2 separate regions of the Zea mays genome follow, and region 1 is linked to region 2. The links are chromatin contacts, called in public Hi-C maps. All regions are on one chromosome and are shown on one strand. The core of a region is the stretch at or near the end of the contact, and the rest is flanking DNA. Distances in the headings are between cores, read along the strand shown.

What was found. A called contact is a pair of places that touch in the nucleus more often than the background predicts.
Region 1: a Hi-C map of ear shows a contact between it and region 2, with 2.5 times the contacts expected there. The contact joins the promoter of LOC103628977 here to the promoter of LOC100384121 in region 2. A contact is called at or near these places in 4 of 25 Hi-C or Micro-C datasets (ear, leaf and tassel).

The regions. Positions count from the first base shown.
Region 1 is chr6:10,126,029-10,133,605 of Zm-B73-REFERENCE-NAM-5.0, reverse strand. It overlaps LOC103628977 (kinesin-like protein KIN-1), which reads right to left and starts at 4,852. Exons shown (of 16, transcript XM_020539756.2): 1 at 4,734-4,852; 2 at 4,178-4,280; 3 at 4,010-4,053; 4 at 3,733-3,762; 5 at 3,516-3,632; 6 at 3,378-3,403; 7 at 3,201-3,282; 8 at 3,032-3,073; 9 at 2,917-2,950; 10 at 2,762-2,837; 11 at 2,348-2,496; 12 at 2,183-2,244; 13 at 1,849-1,940; 14 at 1,658-1,772; 2 more. The coding sequence starts at 4,847. The coding sequence ends at 1,134. LOC100193009 (RNA-binding (RRM/RBD/RNP motifs) family protein) reads right to left here and starts at 448. Exons shown (of 4, transcript NM_001138177.1): 1 at 1-448. The coding sequence starts at 443.
Region 2 is chr6:9,976,238-9,983,780 of Zm-B73-REFERENCE-NAM-5.0, reverse strand. LOC100384121 reads left to right here and starts at 3,988. Exons shown (of 48, transcript XM_008649944.4): 1 at 3,988-4,362; 2 at 4,753-4,830; 3 at 4,922-5,034; 4 at 5,143-5,236; 5 at 6,317-6,360; 6 at 6,460-6,528; 7 at 7,153-7,226. The coding sequence starts at 4,266.

The DNA.
Region 1 (7,577 bases), core at 3,603-6,102, 150 kb before region 2:
AGCTCGAGCAGGTCCTGGACGTCGCAGCGGCGCGGGAGGTTGCACACGAACAGCTCCCGCGGGCGCGGCCACTGCCGCGCCCACCCGCTAAGGTCCTCGCCGGCGTCCGCGCCCAGGTCCTCCCCGCGCGCCGCGCCGTTGCCGCCCGACCACTCCTGCTCATCCTCTGCCTCGTCACTGAATCCCGCCTCCGCATCCGACCACCCACGCTCCTCCTCCTCCTCCTCCTCCTCCTCCACGGTTTCAAAAAATGGTGGCGGTGGCGGTACGGAACTTGCCCTTGCCCTCGCCCTCGAACCGAGACGGGCGACCCCCAGCCCGACGCTCGCGGCTCTGCGGGTGACGAGGGAGGGGAGAGGGGGCAGGAGCCGGCGGAACTGCGGAGGTCTGGGAAGGTGGAGGACGGCGTTGCAATGATAGGCGGACGTAGTGGCGGTGGCCATGGTGACGGTGGAAAGGTGGATAGAGAAAGAGAGGAGGAGAGGGGTTTGGGGCGAGAGGGAGACGGCGCGGCGGGATGGGCTGTGCGACCCAGGAACGGTTGGATGCGGAGCCACGTGTGCATCCTGCCCAGTAGATGAACCGACGAATATTTTTAGTTTTCTAGAGCAAACAATTAAATTTGACTAAAATTATAGTATAGAAAAATCTAGTAGTATTCACTTAATATCATAAATATTATTATTATTATATTTTTTTTGAATTTTCATATTTTTTTTACTATGTAAGAAAGTTAAAATAACTTATAGTTCAAATTATGATTTAGGACAGAGAAAGTATAGATTTACATTGCGAGACCAACACAGAACCAAGTGAAGTCAACTTAAAGTTCTGTTATTAAAAAGAAAAACGACAATTCATCAGTACTTTGAAAGGGGGAAGAGGCGAATCCTCAAAAACAACTACGGAGTAGACACTTCCAGCACACAAAAAAACGAAAAATATCCGATACACATGACATAGCTATCAGTATTCTCGCCGTATTTCAAACAGACTGAAGTTCCAAGGATATCAGTAGTCTAGTATCTGTATTGCAACTATTATATACTGTGTACCACCATGGTCGTGATCTACTATATCCCAAGTGTATGGTTCTTCACAGCCTCACAGGACAATGGGCATTGACCCTGTCGTCACTCTGGTACAAACCCAAATGGCCGGAAGAGGACTGCCGGCACGAAATCAAGCAGAGTACGGCTCCGGGCAGCTCCAGCGACGGCGGCGGCGGCGGCGAGCTGGGCCTGAGTGGTCATCTCCTGTGCGACTTGGAGGCTACGTCTTAGCTTTTCGTTCTCGTCCGTGAGCTGCAACGCCTATCAGATTTAGAACATTATCGTGTCCCGGCAGGCAGATGGACACAAGGGAGGTTTGGACGTTTTTGCGCTACCTCTTCCACAGTTTCTTTGAGCTCCTCGACGGCTTGCATCAGCAACGAGATCTCCTCGCTTGCAGTGTCCCGGAACACCGAGTCGATGTCCACGACGGAACTGGCATCGAAGATGATGCCTTCCTGCACGAACAGTTCTTCTAACAAATCCACATCCTCCTCCTTCAGGCTCAACCTTAGCTGAACACAAGTTTGGTTCAGAGTAAGATGCTGGCAACGAGAAATGAAGGCTAAAATATAACCGATCACCTCGGGTTCATTGCTACAGACCTTGCTCAGTATCCTGTCCCGCAGATCATCTTGATCATGAGTCTCGACGGCGGGCTTCTTGGTGTTATCCACTGACTCAGGAATCAATTTCGGAGGAGCCTTTATGAGCTTTGTCCTGAAAGGGTGTTTACCATAGAGAGCAATGAATTACAACAATGCGGTACAGGTGTGAAACTGGTTGACTGGCATGCCTGGTTCCAAAGCGAAGCGTGGACAGACTCTCTGCTGCATTCGATGGGCTCGGAGAACAGCAACACAGCAATGCCGCTCTTGAGTTGCCACCCTGCAGGCAACAAGTAGCGTTTAGACAAAGCCGCATGATATTGTTCATCCTTAGGGCTTGTTTAGGAAAGCAAGAATATCGGAGGGAATTGGGGGTGCTAAAATCTCCCTGTTATTCAAAATTGAATATAAGAGAATTTTAGCTACTCTAACCCCCTCCAGTATCTTCGCTCCAAAAACAAGCTCTGCCTCTCTTGGGGGGGGGGGGGGGGGGGGGGCGTGCTAGAGAAACTTTTGACTAACCAACGAATCTTGAAGAATGCGCGTAAGTTTTGAGTCACGGAAAGGCACATGATTCTGTTTACCTGCAGGTTGAAGAATATGACAGGCTAAGCTAATCACAAACACATGGCAGGCTAACTTTTTATTGAGTTAACTCCTTCCAAAAAAGGATCCTTTTCTCCTCACCAGTCGTTAAGGCATTGATGACATTTCCTAGAGCTGAGAGGGATTTGTTGATTGTCTTTGCCTCATCAAGAACCCGTCCTTCAGCACCAGTTTTCTCAACTTTCTCAGAACCAGCCAAGTCAACAAGTATAATCTTCCCTGTTGTTACCCTGTAAGGGTAAGTAATTATGAAGAGCAGATAGTAGCATTTTTTTTCATAATTGCATTAACATAAGTCTAGGAAACTATGTTTGCTTCGTAATACTGGAGCCAACCATCTGAGAAAAGATAAATCTAGCATTTGGACAGTATATCAACCTCCAACAAGAAAGAACCATTGCATATTTAGCAAGAATCGAGACTAGCTTAATACAACAATGACTTGTAACTCTGATAAATGCACATAGAAACATGTAACTCTGATGTTTGGCCTACCTCTCATCTGAAGTGCATCCATATTGTACTGAGAAAATGTATAAGCAGTGACTTCTACTGCTAGCCAGGTTCATTTCTGTTTACATTAAAGATGGCATACCATATCAAATTTAGAATAACTGATTCAGGACTCCAGATTTACAAACAGAGGATACGTGTTTCCCCAACAGCTCTGTTGGCAATTCCTTGCTGTAATTTAAACAAGACAACAAAACTAAATTAGTATCTGCTTATAGAAAGGCACTCCAAGTAAAGCTCAAGAAGACTTACAGAAAGGTTCTCCAAGGCATCTGAACTGTTGAGGATAGATATCTGCAGGGGTAATTGAACAGATACCAGATATCAAAGTGAAAGCATGGAGGTCCTGATGCCAAGTACTTCTTTCTGAATATCACAGAAAATTAGAATGGAAGGAAGGTGACATGTTCTTCACTCTGACCTCTGTTGCTCCAGAAATGTAAATTCCTTGGGTTTTACTTTCCTTGATCTGCAGGTTGTCTTTGGACAAGTCAAGAAGGTCCCTGAGATATGAACAGATAAAAGTTGATCCTCTCCATAGAAGCACTTTAAAAAAAATCAGACAGGAAGTATGAGAAATTCTCTATCAAATACTAACCTCACCTTTTCCAAATATATCTCCACCTGAGACATGGTAAATAACTTATTTTACTATTCAGCTTCAGCAAACCCTAACAACTAAGGAGGGAGAAACTAGCAATGTGGATTCTGAATCAGCATGAGGCTGGTATGTTACCATTGACAACTTCACAGTCCACGTGCTTGCTGATGATCCTAAACATATAAAAAGCTCATCCACAACTCGCTGTACTAGTCCAGTTTTCTGTTCATTGCAATGCAATATGCTTGGGCCCTATATTACATTCAAAAATACATAAATGTGTAAGGTCGAGACTGAAGAGACACCATCAATAATTATCCCATAAATTAAAGCTCGAGGATATTTAATTTACCTCCATGCTGTACGTCTTTCCTGCCCCGGTCTAGACACAAGCAAATTCGAAATAAATATCAGTATGGTTAAAAGTTGATCGCTAAGACATTGATCATAGCTGCACTGCAAACTATGACTGTCTACAGTAAACTGGAAACTTGCAATGCGATGGCCATTGCTTTGAGAGAGAGAAACAAAGTGTATACACATATACATCCTGTGCAGTAAAACAAGTGTACAACTGTCTCAACTGGTCAATCAGGGTCCAGAGTGTATGTGTATGAAGCAATAGATACCTGACCGTAAGTAATTATAGTCCCATTTATTCCATTGATGGCATCTGTTTCCATGATATGAAAAACGGCTATTAGGTAATTTAGTCGTGATAAGAGTGTAGTGATAAGAAACAGCTTTGACTATCTCGAAGAACAGATCTAGAAGGAAATAGGGGGGAAAAATGTAACCTGAAACAATGGGGACTGCAAGGAAGTTGTAGACGTCAGACTGTTGGGCATCTTCATAGAACACCTTGTCGAAACTGAATACGACATCCTCTTCCCTCTCATCCTAATCCAAGAGTTTAACAACACATTAGAAGCAGAAGAATTGAAATGGGACACCAACAAGGCCACAGGGAAAAGGATGATGAATGCAGCTAACGCAGAACAAACAGAGAGCGTGTGTTTTTGATCCTCCATTCACTAGTTCCTGACTCCGCTCGTGCTCACAGTCCCTATTCCCTACTCCCTACATCATGATTGTGCAGGGCGATGCTTAAGCAGGTTAATGTTCAGAACGGCGGTAACTGTATAACCGTCAACCAATTCAGTATAATCGATCTAGAAAGTTGCGGTGTATAATACAGGAACAGAGCAGTGAATCCCACCAGCTGCGGAAGAATGAATCCCGCCAGAAACAGCGCGTGAACAGAACATCCGCCGTATGCATTTATCTAAGAACAGGAACAGCAAAGCCTAAAGGAAGCAGTAGACTGGAGAGGGTCCAGTCCACGGTCCAGACCTTGAGAACAAAAGACTCCGAGTCCAGCCTCTTGAAGCAGACGTTGTCGCCGTTGGCCTTCCTCTCCTTGTGGCTCAGCGGTCGGAACCGCACGCACACGGTCACGTTGGACATCCTGGCAGTGGAACGCAGTTGTTGTTAGCAACAATGCAAGTTCTGTTCCTTGAAACAAAGCACGCGATCCCAAACGAAAATCCTTGGAACAAGCCGAAGGATTCGGGCGTTCGGTAACTAACTAATGGGCATGGGTACTTGGTAGCACGCATGGTACTCGTGTATAACTAATGGGCATGGGTACTTGGTAGCACGCATGCTACTCGTGTATACACACATTCAGATACGAATTCAAACGGCCGAACGTCTAGGGCTCGGGCGGCCGGTCGGTCTCGCGCGGCGGGAAGGAAGAGAAGCGATGGGAGCATGCCTGGTGGTGGTGCTCGTCGCCGCGAAGCGCCCTGCGGAGACCTCGGTACCCAGCGTAGAGCGGCGGCGGGGCAGCGGTCGCGCAGGTGTCGGCACGAGAGAGGAGAGACGACGCGCGCGCGCACGAGGAGAGAGCGGGAGAAGAAAAGCAAGGGTGAAAACGCACGGCGGGGGGGGGGGCGTCGGTCGAGTCTCGAGTGTGAGACTGTGAGGAGAAAAGGCCTTTGTGGGCCGGCCTGACCAATGCAAGAAGCCCGACAGAGGATGCTTTCAGTTTTGGTTAAAATTGTTGGGGAAGAGAGCAGAAGACTCTATGCTAGTTTAGGACCTACAAAATCCAAAGAGGCTGAATGAGTTAGAATTCTATTCTTATTCGAAATTGTGACTTCCAAACTACTCCTAAGAGCATCTCAAAAACACTCTTTATTTTTTACTCTTTATTTGTCACTTTATAAAGATTAAACTATAAATATAGCATCTCATTCCAACAGACTCTTCAACATGCAAGTTAGCTTGGCTAGTGAGGGAGTCAATTTAGAGAGTCGGATAGCTTGTCAAGTTAAATAACTAGTCTGTTGGAGAGCTATTTTACTATTAAGTAGCTAAAATTTAGCTTGACAAACTATTTAGCTAGTCTCTTGGAGATACTCTAAACAAATAACGTCAAATACTCCGAATCTCAATGTTTCACCGGCAACCTGCCAGCATATGTACCGTGGGATGTTTGGATAGAGCTCTCGGAAGACAACATTGTTGGGATGTTTCCAAAGTTCCCAGTAGTAGAGGAGAATGAAAATGGTCAACGTGGTTGCGGTGATTTGTTCGGGTGGTACAGACGTACAGTAGAGGCGAGGCCCAAAGGCAACTCTCACATCACAGGGCAATAATCAAACGTCCCGGCACGCCCACATGCATGGCTCCAAAACTCTTCAACGAAGGGTCGTTAGGAGATTATTTATGTGATCTGCGCTTTTTAGCTCCTCGGTGGCAAAAGACGATGTTTAGAGCTGGTTTGGTGGACATAAAAAATAGAAGTAAATCTATGGACAAGAAATAGCAACCGGATTCTTACTCCATAGATCATCCTCATTTCTCTGCCCAACAAACCAGCTCACGCTAAAATGAACCAAAAATGCCTCGATTTATGGTCACCTGCTTGAGGTAGGTGCATCATTTTCCTCTCCACTGCTACTGCTAAGATCATGGGAGAAGATAGGAGAAGAAAAAAAAACAATCATCAGCAATCATGTCATGCCCTGGCTCGGCGTGGCCATGTGCCCTTGCGCAAATGCAATGCAATGCAATGCAGTAGCTTGCGCAACGCACGCAAAAAGGAGGGTGACAACCGAATGGCTAGCATTGAAAAATGATCGTGCTGGCAACTCATCATCATTGTACTGAGCTACTGGTCCCTTTCGGTGGGATAGAACACAAAAGCGAGTGCCCTTTATCGTCTTTCCCCCCTTTTTTTCCTTCAGAGAGAGGACAATGTCGCACAACTGCTAGTCTGCTCGTACGACCTTGGTACATGTAGAATGCTAGCCAACTCAGTTAATTAATTGCCCGCCCAAAACAGGTCACTTAATTGTTAGAAATAATAGCAATTTAGAGATGGGTAAATTGATTCGAATAATAATAATAGTATAAGAAACAACCTCTTATTTCGTGTGTGTGTGTGTATATATAGATCACTAGCAGTTCATATACTCATGCTAGTGACAAAATAAATATACGCATAAATATTCTTACAATGAGTTTGTCGGCTCTACAATGGTACAAGATTAGACATAACAGAACGGCGAGGACGTCGTGTCGACGTAGATGAAGCAAACAAACAATGAGCAGTCACGACGACGTTTTCCAAAAAACTAATACGGTCCCTACCTTGTGCACAGACACAAGGGGACATAGACTTTAGAGATCATACTTTTCCCAGCTCCGATGGCACGTTGATGGTGATATAGGAAAGACGAAGGCAGCGCATCATTCTGGTGTGAGGACGAGTGAATCTGTATCAAGGACGACGTCTCGACCTTATTATATACACAAGACGTAGCTAAGACAAGTAAATATTTGCGTAATCACAGCAATAATCAGAATTAATACACCAATAATTGCTTACAAAAGCGGCACAAATTTCTCCATGCATGCACAAATATCATGTGGCAAAAGGATGTCGTGCACCCACAAGATCGGAAGCGAGAAATCGTCGGACCATCCACGAGCATGCCGGCGCGCGCCCAAGCCCATTGCCCCACGAGTGAGCGCACGAGTGTGGGTTTTTTCTTTTTTCTCTCTCCTCAATGACTTTAACCCGGCGGAGACAACTCGACTATTTAAGTTAGCCTCACTCCAGTTGAAGTAGCATAGTAGCACTAAAGTTCCCACCATACTATATATGTGTGAGTGTGCCTTTAGAAT
Region 2 (7,543 bases), core at 2,739-5,238:
TCCTAGCGCGGTTGGTTCATCGTCGGAGATGGGAGTTGATTCCACTCTTCCTCCGATGAAGAGGACGTCGGGGTAGAATGGAACCGTCGTAGTGACGAGCTTCTTTCTGTTCTCCTTTGAGGGCGGAGGTACCAGAAGAGCAGTTTAACGATCCTTGACCTTGTTCGCCTCCTTTCTTCTAGTGATCTATGTCCATGTCTCTGTGGAAGAGGTGGACAGTGGAGTTCTCTGGGTAGATGGACCCTCTGTTCCTGGTTTGCAGGAGGGAGTCTCGGTTCGGAGCGCTGGAGGTCGCGCTTTTTCTTGCTTCGTTCCGGCTTTCCTGGAGTTTGTTGAGGAAGGCTTTCTCTTCGGCGGATCCGCGATGCGATGTAGAGTTCCCTCTTCATCTGCCACAGATGAAATGGTTCCGAAGCAGATCGTGGACCCGGGACGGAGGACGATCTTGTGCTGGAAGGTGATGGCCATTGAGCTAGCTTAGATCAGTGACACCCCCTACCTGGCGCGCCAGCTGTCGGTGTTTTGGGTTCGACCGTGCACCCAGGGTTACCCCTCGAGGTGCCTTTTGGAGTAGGACGGTGTTACCGACTCTAGCTCGATGGTTCGCGCTAGATGCATGAGAGACAGTGGACAATTTTGTACAGGTTCGGACCGCTTTGAGATGCGTAATACCCTACATCCTGGCGTAAATACTTTGTGTGGTGGGTTACAAGGAGGTTCTCTAGTATCGAGGATGTTAGAGAACTGAGCGGATGGCTAAGTAATGAGATATATTTTGAGGGGATGCCCCCTAGGCCTTATATACTTGATCGTGGGGCATTACATGTGGATATGATAACAGCGTGGACCTAAGTAATAGTGAACCGACTGAGCTTATCTTCCTATAACTCTGCCGACCTATCTCCGTTCAGTTCCGATGTATGAGGACACTACGCGGGAAGGTCGGGTCACTGTTGCGGTTGCCCAAATTCATCGGGCCGTCTAGTCTTGCGTTGATCCAATCTTGTGTCACTCCACTCCACTGGGCGTCCCTCCCTAGGCCCACGAAGGACTGACCTCGCGAATTATTGGGCCCAAGGCCTTTCGTGAGGTTTTTTAGCCTTCCAGTGGATCCGGGGGATATCTGTCACCCACAAAATCGGTCTCGTAGTAGACCACTTTTTTCATCTTCTTTTTCTTGTCGCCGCTCCGATGCGACTTGGCATGTGAAGGGGATCCCTTCATTTTGTTGTCGGACTCCCCCGATGGAGCCTTCCCATGGCTTGTAGACTTATCACCGCCGGTCACGATCTCCTTCTTGGCGTGATCTCCCGACATCACTTCGAGTGGTTAAAACTCTAATGAAGATCGGCTTTGATACCAATTGAAAGTCGCCTAGAGGGGGTGGATAGGCGGAAACTGAAATTACAAACTTTAAGCACAACTACAGGCCGGGGTTAGCGTTAGAAATAAAACTGAGTCCGAAAGAGAGGGCGAAAACAAATCAACCAAGAAATGAAGCGAGTGACACTGTGATTTGTTTTACCGAGGTTTGGTTCTTGCAAACCTAGTCCCCGTTGAAGTGGTCACAAAGACCGAGTCTCTTTCAACCCTTTCCCTCTCTCAAACGGTCACCTAGACCGAGTGAGCTTTCTCCTTAATCAAACATGTCACTTAGACCCCTCACAAGGACCACCACAACTTGGTGTCTCTTGCTTTGATTACAAGTGCTTGAAGAACAATAATGTGGAAGAAGAAAGCACGATTGCAAAAGCCAAGCGACAAGAGCGATAAATAACACACGGATCACTCTCTCTCTCAAGTCACTAATCACTAATGATCACTTGTCTTAATTGTGGAACTTGGAGAGATTGGAGGCTTTGATTGTGTCTTGGAATGGATTGCTTGCTCTTGTATTGAATGTGAGAGATTGGAGTGCTTGGGTGTAGTGAATGGAGGTGGTTAGGGTTGTATTTATAGCCCTCAACCACTTCCTAGCCGTTGCTCATTTTCTGCCGACCGCGGACGGTCCGCGCTCCTGGTCCGGACGGTCTGCCCCTGCACATCAACGGCTGAAATCGCAACGGTCAACAGTAACGGTTATATCAACGGCTATATAACATTTAATGCGTCGTCAGATGTCAGATAAAGGTAGTTGCATACGGTCTGGTCGTGCACCCCGGATGGTCCGCGAGGACACTATAATTCATTTTACCGAACCCGTCACCTTCGGGTTTTTCGGTTCTTTACCGACCGGACGGTCCGCGCTTGGTCTCGGACGGTGCTTGCTTTTCCATCAGATGGTCCGTAGTGTAGACTTGTGTTTTTGCATTGGTTATGTCCGAGGGTCATCCTGGTGTCGCGGACGGTCCGCCGCAAGGGCCCGGACGATCCACCGCAAGGGCCCGGACGATCCACGCTTAGTCTGTTTTTCTAAAAAGCTTTTCCTGTCTGGAATAATTTACGGTATTCCGGACAGTCGATTTAGAATAGTTATAGATGAACTTATGCACTTGTGGAATGATCAACTAGATAAACTGGTTAGTCCACAAGGTTTGTGATGGTCGTCAAACACCAAAATCGATTATATGAAATGTTGAGACTATTTCCCTTTTAGGCGACAACGACCGGTTTCTCTCTCTCAGTTTTGTTTCTTTGGTCGACGAGCTCCCTGGTGGGCGCGAGCTAGGCAGTTAGGGGAGGGAACGCATGGGCAGGCATATATGCGTAGGGATGAGGGTCTGTAACACCCTGTCCAATCCCTGGACCGACGGTACTTACTCCTGGCAGCTCTCTAGGATCATATATTGTCCCCACAGACCAACACGAGTCTTTTGTGCGCACTTTGTCCTCACTCATGCGCACCCGAGAAAACTTCCCGGTCGGTCACCCATCCCAAATTGCTCCAAGCCAAGCACGCTTAACTTGGAGGTTCTTTCGAGATAGGCTTCCGAAAAAGAAGATGCACCTTATTGGTATGATTACACTATTAATTCTATTAAGCCTTGGGCCAGGACATCCCATCCCAAGGGCCAGGATATCACAGGGTCCTCCCGAGCGGAGTCCGCACGAACGACGAGTTCCACGGCGGCTTCGCTAGCCATGCACGCGACCGGTGAGTGAGCCACAGCGGAAGAAGCGGACTCGGTACAACAAGCTGAGAGGACGACTGACCTGACCCGTGGGACCCACGCGGCAGCGGAAGCGCGCCCGTTTATGCACGCGCAAGCTGCGGAGGAGAGCGTCCCCATGGGACGGCCCCACCCGCAGTGGCACAAGGCGACTGGTGAGTGAATGCCAAGTGGGCCAGGGAGTTGGTAGGGGTTTTGGGCCTGGAGCGCGGCGGGTGAAAATGGAGGAGTGGGGGAGAAGCAGTGGACCGGTTGCAGGGGACCGGGCCAAAAGTGATGTAGCCGGCCCAGCAGGAGAAAAAAATTGTTTTCTTTTTCTTTTGTTCATTTCTCTTTCTCATTTTTTAATTTTTAAATCCACTTTTAAATTTGGTTTTGGATCTCAAATTCAATTAAATGCACAATCATAAGAACCAGTATGAGATGCCATTATATTTGTATATATATATATATATTTTTATTCATTCATTTATTATTCCACATAAGTAATTGCTTTTGGAATATGTAGCCCACATGTAATTATTTTAAGAAAAATAGTTTATATTGTATGATCTCTTATTAGAAATAAATGTTCTCACATTAATACTTATAAACTTCAATAAAGACTAATTTATATAAGAAGCTTTTTATTGAATTTTTGTTATTAAACTTTTATTTAAGGAGATGTGACTTCAAATGTTATGGGAAAAGAAAGAAAAAAAATATTCTAACAATATCTTTGAAATTTTTTACTATATTATAAAAATGAGATTTAGGGTGTTACACTTAAGCTATCTTTATCTATATTTAAACTATACTCTATAAATAATCTAGCCTATATAAAAATGTTTTAGTTGACTAGAACTACATATACGGTTATGTTCTTGTACTCACACACGTGGCAGCAAGGACTCGTCCACGGAGGCCGAGCAGCAGAGGCACACGAATCGCCGTTGCCTCCGCCGTCCGCCTCCTTCTCCAAGCAAACGGAACTGAAAAGAAAAGGTCCCGCCCCGGCGGCGGCACCCGACTCTCCATCCACCGCTCGCCTCCCCTTGCCCCTCCTCTCGTCTACTCGTCACCCTACGCTCGGCTCCATCCTCCCCGCCTCCCCACGTGTCCTCCCGCTACATGGGAGCGCGGGCTCCCTAGGGTGCCTCGACCACCGCCGCCGCCATGTTCGAGGGGGTGGTAAGCCAGGTGCTCTATGGCCTCCTCCGCCGCTACGTCAAGGGCATCCAGAAGGAGCAGCTTAAGATCGGCATCTGGAAGGGTCAGTCTTCGATTCCCTCCCCCCTCCTCTCTAGCGCCGCTTTTGCCCAATCGCGCGCGAACTGGCGGCGGTCTCAACTCTGCCGCGCTGTAATTCGTGCTTGTCCACCTGTTACCGCAGCATTAGTTTTCGAATTCTGTGGCTGCGTGCGTTGATGCGCTCTTTTGGGCTTTTTCATCAGTGTAGCACTCCTGCCTGATAACTGTAGCTTCTTGGTTTTATGTGTCAGTTTGCGCATTGTTAAGTGTCACAGTTATATTGGCTCCCCGTTACTACTGGATGTTATGCTTTGAGTTGCTAAGTAATTTTTCGTAGCATTAGTACTCATGTGGTGTGTACCCTGCAGTGTATCTGATTGTGACTATGTTTCTGGTGCCCCCTTGTCTGCAGAAGAAATACTGCTTGAAAATGTAGAGCTGATTCTGGAAGCCTTTGACTACCTGCAGCTGCCATTCGCGCTGAAAAATGGTATGGATTTTTTAATCCAACTGCACTGATTTATATCTCTGTTAACCATTGCATGGTTGTAAACTTTTACTTCTGTTCCACTGCTTTACAGGACGAATTGGGAAGCTAAGCATCCGGATTCCTTGGAAAAAGCTAGGATGGGACCCTATCATTATTGTCATAGAAGATGTCTATGTTTGCGCATGCCCAAGGGAGGACTCTGAGGCATGTCACCGAATTTGGTCATAGTACAGTGCTCAGTTCACTTTGTCAAAACAAGTATATATATGTTTCCACCCTTATGACCAAATACATTCTTTGGTTCTTTATCAGTGGAGCTCAGATTCTCTGGACAAGAGGGAACTAGCTGGAAAGTTGGCTAAACTTAATGCCATTGAGCTTGCTAAATTTTCTAGAAGAGTTACAGGTGAGACTGCACCCACATGTTCCTTACAGACTTTTGAATTTATTGAATAGTGATAGGGGGGTTAGGACTGGGAAATGTCAGTGGGGTAGTTCTAACCGGCAACTGAATAAACATGGAGGGTTAGGATTAACCTTTCCTTTGTATCTTAACTCTTGAGCCATCCCTCTAGCCTCAATCTAAGTACCCTTTTGTTGCTCACTTTTTCTTTATAATTTTGCTTCACTGTTAGCTCAATAACTTGTGTCTTCTAGTGGTGACTTCAGGTTTCGTGTTGTCACCATTTCTTTTATTTATTTTGTTTTACCACGTGCCTTTTCTATTCTAATGAATACAAAGCGTCACTGAACTGGTAGCTTAGATAAAGCCTCACAAGTTTTCACGTAATATATACTAAGTATATGTGTAAGATGTGTTTATATAAAAGAAGATTTGCAAATTTCCCATGATAAACTCCATGCGGATCACATGCTAACATGTTTCTGTTAGAGTATAAGTGAATTGCCCCATCTATTTCCATTAGCTTAAGCTTTTGGGTTGAACTAGTTGGTGCATGCAACTTAATATGATATCAAAGCCAGAGTTCTCGAGTTTGAATCTTGATTGGCGCAATTAAATAAAATAATTGTTGCTTGATCCTATTCCACGTTTAAGGCATGAGAGAGCCTCGACGTGAGGAGTGTTAGAATATAAGTGAATTGCTCACCTCTCTCTCCATTAGCTTAAGCTTTTGAGTTGAATTGATTGGCGCATGCAACTTAATATGCTATCAAAGTTAGAGGTCTCAAGTTTTCGAATCCTGGTTAGCACAACTAAATAAAATAAGTGTTGCTCTCTCCTATTCCACGTCTGAGGCCTGAGAGAGCCTCAACGTGAGGGGGAGTGTTACAGTACAAGTGAATTGTACACCTCTTCTCATCAGTTTAAGCTTTTTGGTTGAACTGGTTAGTACATGCAACTTAATATTTTTTGTACCTGAATTTATTATAATGTAACGTAATTGCCAAGTCTCATCACATGTGTGTTCAGAAGAGCTATGCAGTATACACTATTCATGGCCTTCCCTATTCTTTTGACTTCTAGATAATCAAACGGGACAATCATTTTTGTCCTACATATCAGCAAAGGTAACAAACTTGCATTATTTAGTTTAAACATCAGTATTTTTGAAGATTGTGCGTTGTGATGAAACATGTTTTATCGCTTTGTTTGATTTATGATGGCAGATACTGGATAGTATCCAAGTTTCTATGCGAAATGTTCATATTGTATACATGGATACCCACAACGGTCAAGTATATCTCTTTTTTATTTTCCAATTTCTGCTATTTATTGTCTGTGTAATTTCTTTCTGTTATTCAGTTCTGTGCATGGTTTTATTTCAGTTGTCGTCCAAGTTTGGTTTTATTATTTCCTTGATATCTCAACCTTTTCTCTAAAAAGGTTACCATGAAGGTGGTCAAAAGTTTTTCAAGCTCATTTTTCATTGATGTCACAATGACTGGAATTTAATTTGTATTACCTTAGCCTATTAGAGGTTCTGTTGATTTTCTTTTTCATGCACCCCTCTCACGTCATTGTAGATCTAGTACATCCAAATCTGTATATCTCTGAAATTATAGGTTGCTTGAAATAAAAAAATACAAACAAACATCTTTTCTCTCTCTAATATGCTGGAGAGCTGTGTATCATTGTATTAAAAGGAGAGGAAAAGGCTTAGGGCCCAAAACATACAAGGAAACGAGATACACACACACAGGACAAACACAAACACCACAAACATCTTCGGTAACCTAATTTAGTACACTTCACATCTATTTTCTACGTCTAACATTCTGACCTTGAGTGTTATCCTTTTTTTGTATTTTTATTCCGCCGACTAGTCTTACTTATGCCTATTCTTGGTGAAATGTCAATAGGGGAACTTTGTATTTGGTTTGGAATTCACAAGTCTCTCAATACAAACAGATACCCAGAAGCAAAGTTTTACAATGTGAGTTCATCCAATCATTCCATTTCTTTTGTTCTAGAAGCTTTAGTGAAGCAATATATTGATAATAAAGACTTATACTGTTCTAGATAAAAAGCCATTCTTCTTTGTATACAACTTATTTGTCATCATTTGTCACTAAAGATTAGGATTTGAAGGACATGTTTTACTTAGAAAAAATTTGGAATAGAAAAGTGCACCCGTGGTCCTTACACTTGTTTAGCGTTGTCCTATGTGCTCTTAAAATACACATATTGGCCCATAAACCTGTTAAGTGTATCACTTGAGATCCAAATCACATCAATCAACAAGTAATAACA